2 separate regions of the Mus musculus genome follow, and region 1 is linked to region 2. The links are chromatin contacts, called in public Hi-C maps. All regions are on one chromosome and are shown on one strand. Each heading gives the region's core, a stretch centred on a gene start, on an enhancer-like site or on the middle of the called end of the contact. The rest is flanking DNA. Distances are from core to core; before and after follow the strand shown. Region 1 holds the start of Arl6ip1 (ADP-ribosylation factor-like 6 interacting protein 1). Region 2 holds the start of Eif4g2 (eukaryotic translation initiation factor 4, gamma 2).

Region 1 (2,700 bases), core at 199-2,698, 7.0 Mb after region 2:
TTATACTTCAATTGACGCTCCAAAAAAACTGGAAAAGGTATTCTCACAACCTCTACTTTAAGATAAGGCGACTGAGACATAAAGGGGTTAATATATTTAAATCCAGGAAATCCAAGACTAATGGACTTGCTCTCCTTAAAATGATGGAAATAGTAGTGATCAGGCCCTCTCCCATGATAGTTTCCTTGTACAGCAATTAATCCTCTTATTGAATTGTTTGCTGGTATTGTGTAGGAGGAGTTTAAGGGTACAGGGTAAGCATCTCTATTGTATGGTACTGTGTGTGTGTGTGTGTGTGTGTGTGTGTGTGTAGGGAATTTAAGGATACAGGGAATGCACCTCTAAACACAAATACAAACTGAAAATCTTGCACTAATCAAAACTGTCCCGAAGAATCTTGTCGGCACTTAGCAGTTAAAAAGGCAGGCATTAAAAGCTGATTGCTTTTTTCATTTCTGATATGGCCTGCCTTTTCTGGGGAATGACAATACAGAAAAAAAAAAAAAAAGATCTTTCGTTCTTGCCTAGGTGGGTGATGCAGTTAAAAATTTGAAACTAGCAGGGCCTGGTGATGCGCAACTGTAATCCCAGCACAGGAGGATGACAAATACAAGGCTAGCCTCGTCAAGCTACACGAAAACCTAGCCTTAAAAACCAAAAACAAAGACCTAACCAAAAACAAAGACCTGTAATGAAGCAAACGCGCCCTCTTCTAATACCATCATCTCGTGTAGCTCCGTCAAATCCGTGCTAAATCATTTTTAAAGTTGCATCCAGTCCCGTGAGTCCCTCGCCAGTTCCCAGACAAGTGCCAGGATCCCCCACTGTCCTTTCCGCAGAACCCGTTTTCAGCTTCCTGCGGTGAACTCCAACCAGCCAGCTCCAACAAATTCTGTGTCAGCGATAAACTAATTCTCTGTAGCAGCCCTTTGACCCTCCACCCTTGCGCCAAGTTTTAGGAGAAAAAGAATCATGATTAAAAATAATCTACGGAACATGAGATTAAGATCAAAGGGCAAAACAGGTAGGTCTCCGGCCTGAGCCGGAGCGCTAGACAAGGCCCCTGGCGGCCGAGTGCCCCAACCTGTTACCCAGGTTCCTTCTTGCCACAGCCCCCTTCTCACACTTCCTCACGCACGGCCCAAGCCTTATGGTGCAGGATTCCGGGGGACGTTGGGGATCGCCAGCAGCGACCTCCACCGTGGAGATAAGGCCTGGCTGTCCCTGGTAGTCCACCGAGGCCAGGAGGCCCATCCGGAAACTCCGGGGACAGACTGACCACCGCAACTCACCAGCAGGTTGCTGCTGCGGTTATCCCCCTCCGCCATCGTTCCAGACTCGCGGTTATCAACGAGCGAACACACACTATCCCCCCAACACCAGCAAGGCAACCCGAGCGCGGGGGAACGCCCCGCAGTCTGCTTATATAGGCTAGCTGCCTTTCCCGACAGCCCTCGCGAAACTCGCTCCTCATTGGGTAGACCGCACTCCGGCTTCTGGGAAGTCGGGCCAACCGGCAGCTAGCGCATGACTTGAAATCCAGGTCAAAGGAGAGCGAAACTGAAAGACTCTGACCAATCAGAGTGCAGGGGTGTGGCCCTCGAGAGGCGGAGCGGAAGGAAGCGGTTCAACCGCCGTACCTAGTCTCTCACCCAGATCTTCCTAAATCCTGGGGCCTCTCTAGTCCCTAGCTCTTCTGCTGGAAATCAAAACCGCTCAGGCGCCTGTCCGCTCAGCTGCGCAGGGGATGCGCAATGGCATCCTATGCGGAGGCTGGAAGGGCAAGGACGCTTTAGGTTGCTGTGGCACCTGCTGACTGAAGTATTGGCTGCCCCAAGTGAGCGCTGTCTGTGCCTTCTCCCCAGCTCTGGCCTTTGGAGAACATGGAAGATGCACAAACTCTTAAAGGGCTTCATTTGCAGCCAGTTTTTGGGGGAATCATTTGCGGGGTGCTTCACTTGATAATCTATGAGTACTTCAGGTAGCTAGGGGAGCGCTTCATTCGGAGGGATGGATGAGTAGAGGAGCAATTCGGATGTTGGAGGGCTTCAGACTGATAGATTAATGGATGTATGGGGAAGCCAGGCTAAATACGACCTTCAACTAATTTTAAATTATTTTTAAAAACACTTCGTTCCTTAATTCCCAGGTTCTTTAAAGGCCTTGGAGGTTAAAGAGAAATGTGAGAGATCACATAGTGCTCCTAAATATGCCTGGTCCCTTCCTGGCCTATGGTGGCTCTGTCAAAGGGGCATACAATTTGTCATAGAACTTGTGGAAAGTACTAGAAGGTACAGACAACAGTTTTGACCAGGAAGGACGCTCATTGTGTGTGGGCGGGGCGGGGGGGGGATATTATGACTTCGGTTGATACAGAAATCATGTCAAAAATTGTAAAGCCTGGAATTCCCTCCTTCTCCTCAGTATTGAGAACAAAAGGACCCAAACAGCTGCTACCAAGCAATGAGGTGCCCATCTTGGTGGTACCAGGAGCAGTCACTTTGCTAAGAGAGGGCAGAGTAATAAGTTTTTCCTTGGCAACTTGGCTACTGCCCCAGAAAGCTTAGTTTAGTCGGTGTTCCCAAAGTAAAATTTAAGTTTAGGCCAGTCCCAGGTCCCAATCCAGCTCTCACTAACCTTCCAAATGGCTCAGAGGTTACAAACACCTCTTTTTCTACCACAAAGTGACCTTTTGAAATG
Region 2 (2,700 bases), core at 91-2,590:
AAATATAATTTATTTCCGCTCCCAGCACTGCAGCTGGTTGAACTTTCACTGCATTGCAGCCCTCAGAAGACTAAAATAGAACGAAGTCAAAACCCACAAATACACAATAAAACCTGTTTAGCCCCGTGGATTCTCTTAGTATTCAAGGATGCAAAGAACAGCTTTTGTGAGAAAAATAAAATGAAAAAAAATCTGGATGCTGCCTAGGAAGCAGCCGTATTATGGGGCCTTTAAAATTAAACAGAAATGCTATCAAGACCGGCGGTGCTACAAGGGATATGTCTGCGGTACTAAAATGGGTGGCCGGGGTGGTGACAGGCCGGCCAGAGCCTCACTACCCGGTGTTGGGCAGCTTTTCCTCCGCTCGTCTTTATAAGCCCTTCCTTTTACACAGGGCGCGTGTGGAAAGCCGCCGGAAGGCCGGGGCCACAACACAACATGGCAGCAGGCACCTCCGCCCCACTCCGCGCGAACAAAAGAGCAGCGAGTTCCTCCCCCAGGCCCAGGCTGGCTCAGCTTCCGAGCGGCGTCTAGCGAGGGCCCAGGCCTGGGCGGGAGGCGCCCCCTCCGGGCCGGCCCTTTGTTCTCCCGCAGGAAGGCGGCCTCCTGCCCACCCGCCGCCTCCACCATAAATCCCCCGGCTGACAGCGCCTCGGCTGCCAAGGCCCACAAAGGGACCGAGACTCGCTCTTGGCGTCGCCCGAGTGGGACATCCCGCAGTAGGGCCACACACCTCCTCCCCGCCGGGAGGCCGGGCTCCGGACTCGTCCGCCTCGCTGGTCCCGCGCCAACGGCCGGGCCCTGCCGCGGGCCGCGTCCCTCCCGCCGAGGCGCGAGGCCTGCCACGCTCGCACGCTGTTCCCGGATCCCACGTCAGGATCCCGGCTGCGCCCGCCACTCGACCGCACGTCAGCCTAGCTCTTCGGTCGACACAGGAAGGAGCGCGGAGGCCATAGATTTCTAAGTAGCCCAAAGGCAGAGGAAAGGCCGCCCCGCCCGGCTCCGCCTGCGGCCGCCATTTTGTTCCACTCGACAAGAAGCGGCCAGGGGCGGCGGCCATCTTAGAGGGCTCCGCTCGGCGGCGACTCCACTCACCTTCACCGAGAACTCAGCAGCTGCCACCGCAGCTGCCTCCTCTGGATCCGGTCGTCGGGGACGGGGAAGGGAGGGGGAAGGGGAACGGAAAACAAAAAAGGGGGAGGGAAGGGGGAGGAAGGAGACGCGGCCGGCTTGAAAGTCTCAGCTCAGAGGAGTAGCTGCTGCAGCCGCCACCTGGTACCCGCCGCCACCTCCATAGAGCTCCGGCTCGCTGCTGGCGCTGAGGCGTGTCTGAAGCCCAACTTATCACTCTGAGGCGGCCGACCCACTAGAGCCTCCCCGAGTGGCTCCTTCGCTATCCAATCAGCAGCCGGGCTTCCGTCCGCTACCAATCCGCGCAGGGCGGCGGGGAGGAGCCAGCGGGCAAGCTCGGTTGCGGCGCAGCCTCGCCGCAGTGCGCAAAGCCATATTCGCGAAGGCTCTGGGGCCAAGCCAGTGGCGTAAGGGCGGCGGGCCGGCGCGCTGCGGGACTCTTGCGTAGCGCCGGGAGCCCAGTGAGTGTGCGCCGCCGGGCCGCCTGGTCTTCCTGGGCCGGCGCTTTGTTCCGGAGTCCCAGCCTCATGCTTGCATAGAAGAACCTTTTCCTCGCCTCTCCTCCCTGACCCGCCCGGGCCTGGCGTCCTGAGGGCTCGGCGTGGCCTTGCGGCCTGGCCTCGGTTTAGCGTCTGGGAGCTTTGCTGAAGAGAGGGACGTGTGCCCATCGATAGGAATGCGTTCTGTTTGTTGGTCCTCCATCTGCAGAGTAACGAGAAAAGGATCAAAGGAAGGGCTTTGTATCCCAGGCTAGAGGCAGCTTTAACTCAAATGCTCGGCCTGCTGTCACCGAGCTTGACCCAGACAGTATACTAGGCTGGCTTGAGAAGTGTTTGCAGAGCGCGGGCATTTGGAAATTGCAAAGTCATTTTTTAAAGTTTTTCCTTCATTTTTAACAAACATTAAAGACGGGCAGCGCAGTGCTTTCATTTTATTTAAGGGCTATATAGGAAAATGAAGCATTTCAAACTATACTTCCAGGTGGTATTTTAAAAGATGGGTTATGTATGTATGCCACAGTATGCAACATTTTAGCTTTCCAAAAATGAAGGTATGTAAACGAGAAATGTCCCATCTCTGTTAAGCATGCATTTTTTTTTTTCAATAAGATGGGTTACTAAACTAAAGCACGTGTGTTTTCAACAGTCATGGCTTGGAATTCATTCCCAAGAGCTGGGTTTTCAAAGACCCAAACGTAATTTGGCATGTCTTGGTGTTGAAAGCCCTAGTTCTTAAATAGAATTTTCAGCAGACAATTGTACTTTCCTTAGTATTTAAGTCTGCTGAAAAGTGTGGCTTTGAAGGTTTATAATTCTAGTAAACTTAGGTCTTTGCCTTAGAATTAATGCTATTAAATAAACTTTCACTTAAACTAAAAACTGTAAAAACCATTTTTATTTGGGGGTTAAGTGTAAAAAAGAAAAGCATTTTTTAGGAGAGGGGCAATTTTTTTCAATATAAGAGATTTTGCTTTGTATATATAACTTGTATGGCTTTATAACTAGTAGAAATATATACTGTGATATTTTAGTTTTTCACAAGTGATTTACATTCATTATGATACACTAA

What was found. A called contact is a pair of places that touch in the nucleus more often than the background predicts.
Region 1: a Hi-C map of CD8 T cells shows a contact between it and region 2, with 4 times the contacts expected there. The contact joins the promoter of Arl6ip1 here to the promoter of Eif4g2 in region 2. A contact is called at or near these places in 7 of 39 promoter capture datasets (cranial neural crest, frontonasal cranial neural crest, liver and 3 more) and 2 of 484 Hi-C or Micro-C datasets (CD4 T cells and CD8 T cells).

The regions. Positions count from the first base shown.
Region 1 is chr7:118,128,177-118,130,876 of GRCm38.p6, forward strand. Arl6ip1 (ADP-ribosylation factor-like 6 interacting protein 1) reads right to left here and starts at 1,449. Exons shown (of 6, transcript NM_019419.2): 1 at 1,293-1,449. The coding sequence starts at 1,328.
Region 2 is chr7:111,081,690-111,084,389 of GRCm38.p6, forward strand. It overlaps Eif4g2 (eukaryotic translation initiation factor 4, gamma 2), which reads right to left and starts at 1,341. Exons shown (of 22, transcript NM_013507.3): 1 at 1,096-1,341.